2 separate regions of the Sus scrofa genome follow, and region 2 is linked to region 1. Evidence: chromatin contacts called from public Hi-C data. All regions are on one chromosome and are shown on one strand. Each heading gives the region's core, a stretch centred on a gene start, on an enhancer-like site or on the middle of the called end of the contact. The rest is flanking DNA. Distances are from core to core; before and after follow the strand shown. Region 1 holds the start of ARHGAP12 (rho GTPase-activating protein 12). Region 2 holds the start of KIF5B (kinesin-1 heavy chain).

Evidence for each region. Hi-C and Micro-C count contacts between places; a contact is called where the count stands out from the background.
Region 2: a contact with region 1 is called in a Hi-C map of liver, with 5 times the contacts expected there. The contact joins the promoter of KIF5B here to the promoter of ARHGAP12 in region 1. A contact is called at or near these places in 5 of 47 Hi-C or Micro-C datasets (alveolar macrophages, embryonic fibroblasts, heart right ventricle and 1 more) and 1 of 2 datasets of contacts at active chromatin or transcription factors (alveolar macrophages).

What each region holds. Positions count from the first base shown.
Region 1 is chr10:42,576,077-42,578,648 of Sscrofa11.1, reverse strand. ARHGAP12 (rho GTPase-activating protein 12) reads left to right here and starts at 1,298. Exons shown (of 18, transcript XM_021064803.1): 1 at 1,298-1,484.
Region 2 is chr10:42,692,257-42,694,828 of Sscrofa11.1, reverse strand. KIF5B (kinesin-1 heavy chain) reads left to right here and starts at 1,278. Exons shown (of 26, transcript XM_021064805.1): 1 at 1,278-1,876. The coding sequence starts at 1,751.

The DNA.
Region 1 (2,572 bases), core at 49-2,548:
GTCTGTCCCTGTTTTGGTTCTAGAAAGAGATCACAAGGGATTCTATGGAAAATAGTTTCAGAAGCACATGGTAGTAATACTCTACTGAACAAAGGCATGGCAAAGAACTCGTTAGAAACTGAGGGAGACAGAAAAGACTACCCATGCCAAGGAAAGGGGGTCTTGAGTGTACTGATAGAGACAGTATGGTCTCAGGCTTAAGTACCTTTTCTTTGAGAGAGGAGAGTATCTTACAACTTTAAGCCCCCCGCCCTGAACATTAGATTTAATTTTCTAACAAGGTAGTAAACTAGAGTTGTTAAAGTCTTGACAATATCCCAGTGGGTTCTTTGCAGTCATTAAAGAAAAACTGGGAGTTCAGCTTGTGATTAAGGAAGCCAATGGCATCTTCAAGCATGAGGTGAAGAACAGAGAAGAGCCAATTGAATAATACCTTGGCCTTTTTTCCTAGTACTATTAACATTTTATCCAGGCGCCATAACAGACACAATCAACAGTTGGTTACTAAATGAATGGTGTCTGCAGTCCTAATACATAGCAGTTATTTTTCTCAGTCATTGAATTTTAGAGCTTAGAAGGAGACTTTGGACTTGTCCACAGGCTTTTTGGGCAGCTAAGGTTGAGAAAGATGAAGCGACAATGGAAGGAGGAGGTCTCCCCCTACATTCCCAGTGCAGCGGATCTCCTGCAAACGCAGCATACTGGGCTAACTTTGGGCAACAACACCGCAGCGCACACAACAGGCCAGTGGACAGCGGGGAGAGGAGTCGGCGGTCAGCTGCCTCGGGACTGCAGCGGAGTGTGCGCTGCCGGTCCCAGCAGGAGCCCCGTCATGGACCAGGGTCTCCAGAGCTGCACTTCACCGACCGAAGTATCCTGTGGACTCTTCCTGAGCCTGCCCGCGGGATTTCCGGGTTCAGGAACCGCTGACCGACGCCGGGCAGCGTTCCCAGCAGGCAGGCGGCAGGAGAAAGAGGTGGGGGCGGGCCCACGGCCCCCTCCTCCCCAGCCCCACTCCAACCACTCCAGTCTCGGAAGTTTTCCAGTCCACCCTTCCCTCCTTTTCCCCAGGAGCGTTTTCTCAGCTTTTCCCACCTGGAGTTTGCAAAGCATCCACACCCCCTCCGCCCTCTAGGAGCGCGCCACTCCGCGCGCCTCGGCCCCGCCCTCTGCCTCCCCTCCTCCTCCCGGATCCTCCAAGGCCGAGTCACCCCTCGCCCGGCGGGCCGTCACGTGCGCCTCGCCCCGCCCCATCACGTGGCGCGCCCCGCCCCCGTCCCACGTGACCGCTTCCCCGCCCCGCCCCCGCGCCGGCGCGCTCCGACGTGCCCTGGAACTTACCCTCCCGGGGAGAGCTGCCTGCGGGGACGCGCCGGCCGCGGCCGCCGCCGAGTGAGCGCCCTTCGGGCTCGCCTGGGTGCCCCACTGCTGCCGCCGGCACGGGAGGGAGCCGCTTCCCGCGAGGCCGCTGCGCTCTCTGTGAGGTGAGGGGGCTTGCGAGCGGAAGGCAGTTCGGGCGGCGCAGCACAAAGGCGCCTGGGGCTGGGGTTTGTACCCGCCGAGGGCTGCGGGGCCGGGGGAGGCGTGTGCTGGCGCGCGGTGGCGCCGAGGGGCGCGAGTGCAGCCGGAGGCGCGGCCCGAGGGGTCGGGGCTCGGGGCGGGGACCGTCGCCGGCAGGTCGGCAGATATGGGCTGCGGGGTTTAAATGGCTCGAAGTTGTGGCTCCTTTGCCCCCCGGTTTTCTGACTTCCTGTGAGAGGGCAGTGCCCGCCGCCCCGCCCCCAGGAAGGAGGGTATCGGGGCGTGTGTGTGTGTGTGTGTGTGTGTGTGTATGTGTGTAAAAGGCTGGCGGTGCCGCCCTCTTTCCTGGTCTCCCGCCACCGCGCGTGCCCGCTTCCCAGCCGCTGGAGGGGGTGCACCCCCCACCCCACCCCGGAGCGGATCTGGGCCTCCCCTCGAGGGCTTTGACCTCAAAACTGGGCGCTCGGGGCTCTGCAGTCTGTAGAGGTGCCCCGCCCCTGCTGAATGGGCATTTGCTTCTCTGCGAGGAATTTCCTCGGGGTCCTTAAATTTAAAGAATTCCCTGTCCTCTCCTCTGGGGTCGTTGATTATCTTCTAAGAATGACTGTCCTTGGCGTGTTTTATCTTAAGTTACCGCAGACTCCTGGAGAAGAAACGGCCACAGGGTCATCAGCAGAGCAAAAGGCACGGCCTTGCGTTTTAGAGGCGTGTGATGTTTTCCTGTCGGCTGCAGCAGCAGTCGTTTTAAATGCACTTGCGAAGGCAAAAGCAAAATGTTCAAAGCGTAGCACTATGAAAAGTTCTCACGTCATTCCAAGCGAAGTGTTGTGGCAGAGGCAGTTAGCCCTCGTCCTGCTTGATGGTTAATCATGACCTGTGGAGGTAGAATTTATTGACCGTTCATGCGCGTATTCCTTGGGGGCGATGATGTAGAGGAAGGAATATTGAGGAGTCGCTGGAATCTGGTTCAGATTCTGCCCCCCGCTTCTAAAGGTGAGACCTTGGAAGGCTCTGAATGTTGCAGTGAGAGGTTGTTAAAGTATCCAGCTCC
Region 2 (2,572 bases), core at 29-2,528, 120 kb before region 1:
CTGGTGTGGTCTCTGCAGCAGCTTGGGTCACTGCTGAGGTGCGGATTCTATCCCCCACCCAGTGCCCGCTGCAGTGGGTTAAGGATCCAGGGTTGCCACAGCTGTGGTGTAGTCACACCTGTGGCCCAGAACTGATCCCTGGCCCAGGAACTTCCACGTGCTGCAGGTGTGGCAAAAACAAAACAAAACACAACTTCATTTAAATTTTTTCTAAACTCTACACTTCCCTCAAAACCCTGTAGCAACTTCACCTTTTCCTTTGGTGCGACAAACCAAGGTTTCTTAGGTGTGAACTCTCCCTTATTACGGTGAATAAACCTGAATCTGGGAACTATGGATTCATTTCTGGAGGTATTACGATGATGGGATGAGAACACTGGAGGCTTTCATAGTACACTCCTCCATTTTACAAACAAAAATTGGGAACCAGAAGGGTTTCCGGTTGTTTTCAAAGTCCTCACACAGCAGTTCTTGCACATGAAGAGGGTCCAGGGTGTACACCTTCGAAAATCAAAAGACAAAATCAACTGTGGAGTGGTTTTCCTTAAACATGTAATCCTCAGTTTGATCCAGGCCTTTTAAGACCTTCTTTACACTGCAGGTCAGCATTCCTCTGGTGTTGAGATTGATGAGTTTCATAACATTTAACAGGAGGTGATTGGGACCGCCAGTTCCCAGGACCTTCTTCCACTTCGCTCTACTGTTCCACATTTCTTCAGCACCTTATATTCCTTAGACGAATTTCCTTTTTCTTTCTTTCTGGCTGTACCCACAGCATGCCAAAATTTCCAGGTGAGGGATCAACCCAGCACCATGGGCACCAACAATGTTGGGATCCTTAATCATCTGACCCACAAGAGAACTCTTCCTTTTTTCTTTCTTATTCCTGTCTCCCCAAGCCATTCTCTCAGTAATGAGCAATCTCCTGAACCTGAGAGCCAAGACCCACCGTTCATTCAAGTCTTCCTTTTTCCGGCAAAGCGCTTTAAAAAAGGTGAGCTAGCAATCAGTTTATCTCCAGACCAAAAACAAAGCAAACACTTTCTCGCAGACGTACAGTGTTTCACTTAAACTACGACAGCAAGCAGATTACGAATTCTTTGTCCTCTAAAGAAAAGAAAGCGCATCCAAAGGCACGGGGAAATCCTCAGCAGCGCCCGCAGGTGCTCAGGCACGCGGGTGACGGGAATTTGGACCTGCGACCCGGGCGCAGAGGGGCGGTGCGGGCGCGCATTGGTCGCCGAGGAACTGGAACTTCGGCGCGTGCGCAGTGCTCCGCGCGTGCGCAGTGCTCCGCCCGCGCCTCCCATCCCGCCGCCTGTCGCCCGTCTGCGGCCTCAGGAGTGGTCAAGTGGCAGCCGGCAAGCCGGCGAGCGGACAGCCGGGCGGGCCAACGTTGGGCCTTGCCTGCTCTCTCTGGGGAGGAAGGAGGGGGCCACGTTCCCGGTCTCCGGTGTCCCCCGGCCCCGCGGCCTGCCCCGCCGGCGAGGGAGAAGCTGAGGAGCCGCCGCCGTTCCGCCCGGCGTCGCCGCCGCCATGGCTGCCATGATGGATCGGAAGTGAGCCTGAGGGCTACGGTGCCGGCGCGGGCGCTGAAGCCCTGGTCCCTGGTCGCCCCCGCCGGGGAAGCGCGACGCCGCGGATCGCGGACCCTGGACCGTCGCGACCCCAGCCCATTTGCTTGGCCTACTTCCTCCAAGAGTGAGCGGCGGGGAGTGGCTCCCGGCCTCCGGCCCCGGCGGCTAGGAAGATGGCGGACCCGGCCGAATGCAACATCAAAGTGATGTGTCGCTTCAGACCTCTGAACGAGTCCGAGGTGAACCGCGGCGATAAGTACATCGCCAAGTTTCAGGGAGAAGACACGGTCATGATCGCGGTGAGTGCCCCGCCCCCACCCCGGTTCCCCTCCTTGGGGCCCGGCTGCGCCTGGAGTCCTGGGAAGTAGGGAGTGAGAGCCGAGAGGGAGCAGTCGGGTCCCCCAGCCTTCCCGGTGGGTTCCGCCGGCCCCGATGGGCCAGGGAGGGACGCGGCGCCTCCTCGGGTGCTCCTGGGTCTCCCCACCCCGGTCAGCCGCGCCGGGAATGGGAGGCGCCCACTCACGGTCCGGGGCACTCCCGCACCTGGGGCGCTGGCGGAACCGTCCGGGGAGCAAATTTAGTGCCGGCGTTTCTGCGCGTGCAGTTACTGATGCAGATGCTTGCCTTTGGTGTTTTCGGACTTCCCTCCAGATTTACCATTCATAAAATTTGGAAGATCAGAGTTCGGCCAGGAACATTGAGCTAGCAGACCAGACTAGCTGTACCTTAAATAGTAATGATACTTAGAGAAACGTTTAACCGTGCTTTTTCCCGGGCGGGAGGAGGAAAACTACCAAACAACTGCAGTTAGTTATACTTGTATCTTAAAAGTTCACCCAACCCGCCTTTTGAGTTTCCCGTTACAAATGGCGAATCGAGGGCTGTAAAAAGAAATAGCTTTCTTTTGAAATTGGAGCGGTCGATTTTGTTTAATCTTCCAGCGGATCTAGCCAGTTCACGTTCAGAAGAGAACCATAGTCTCACTTTCACTGCTT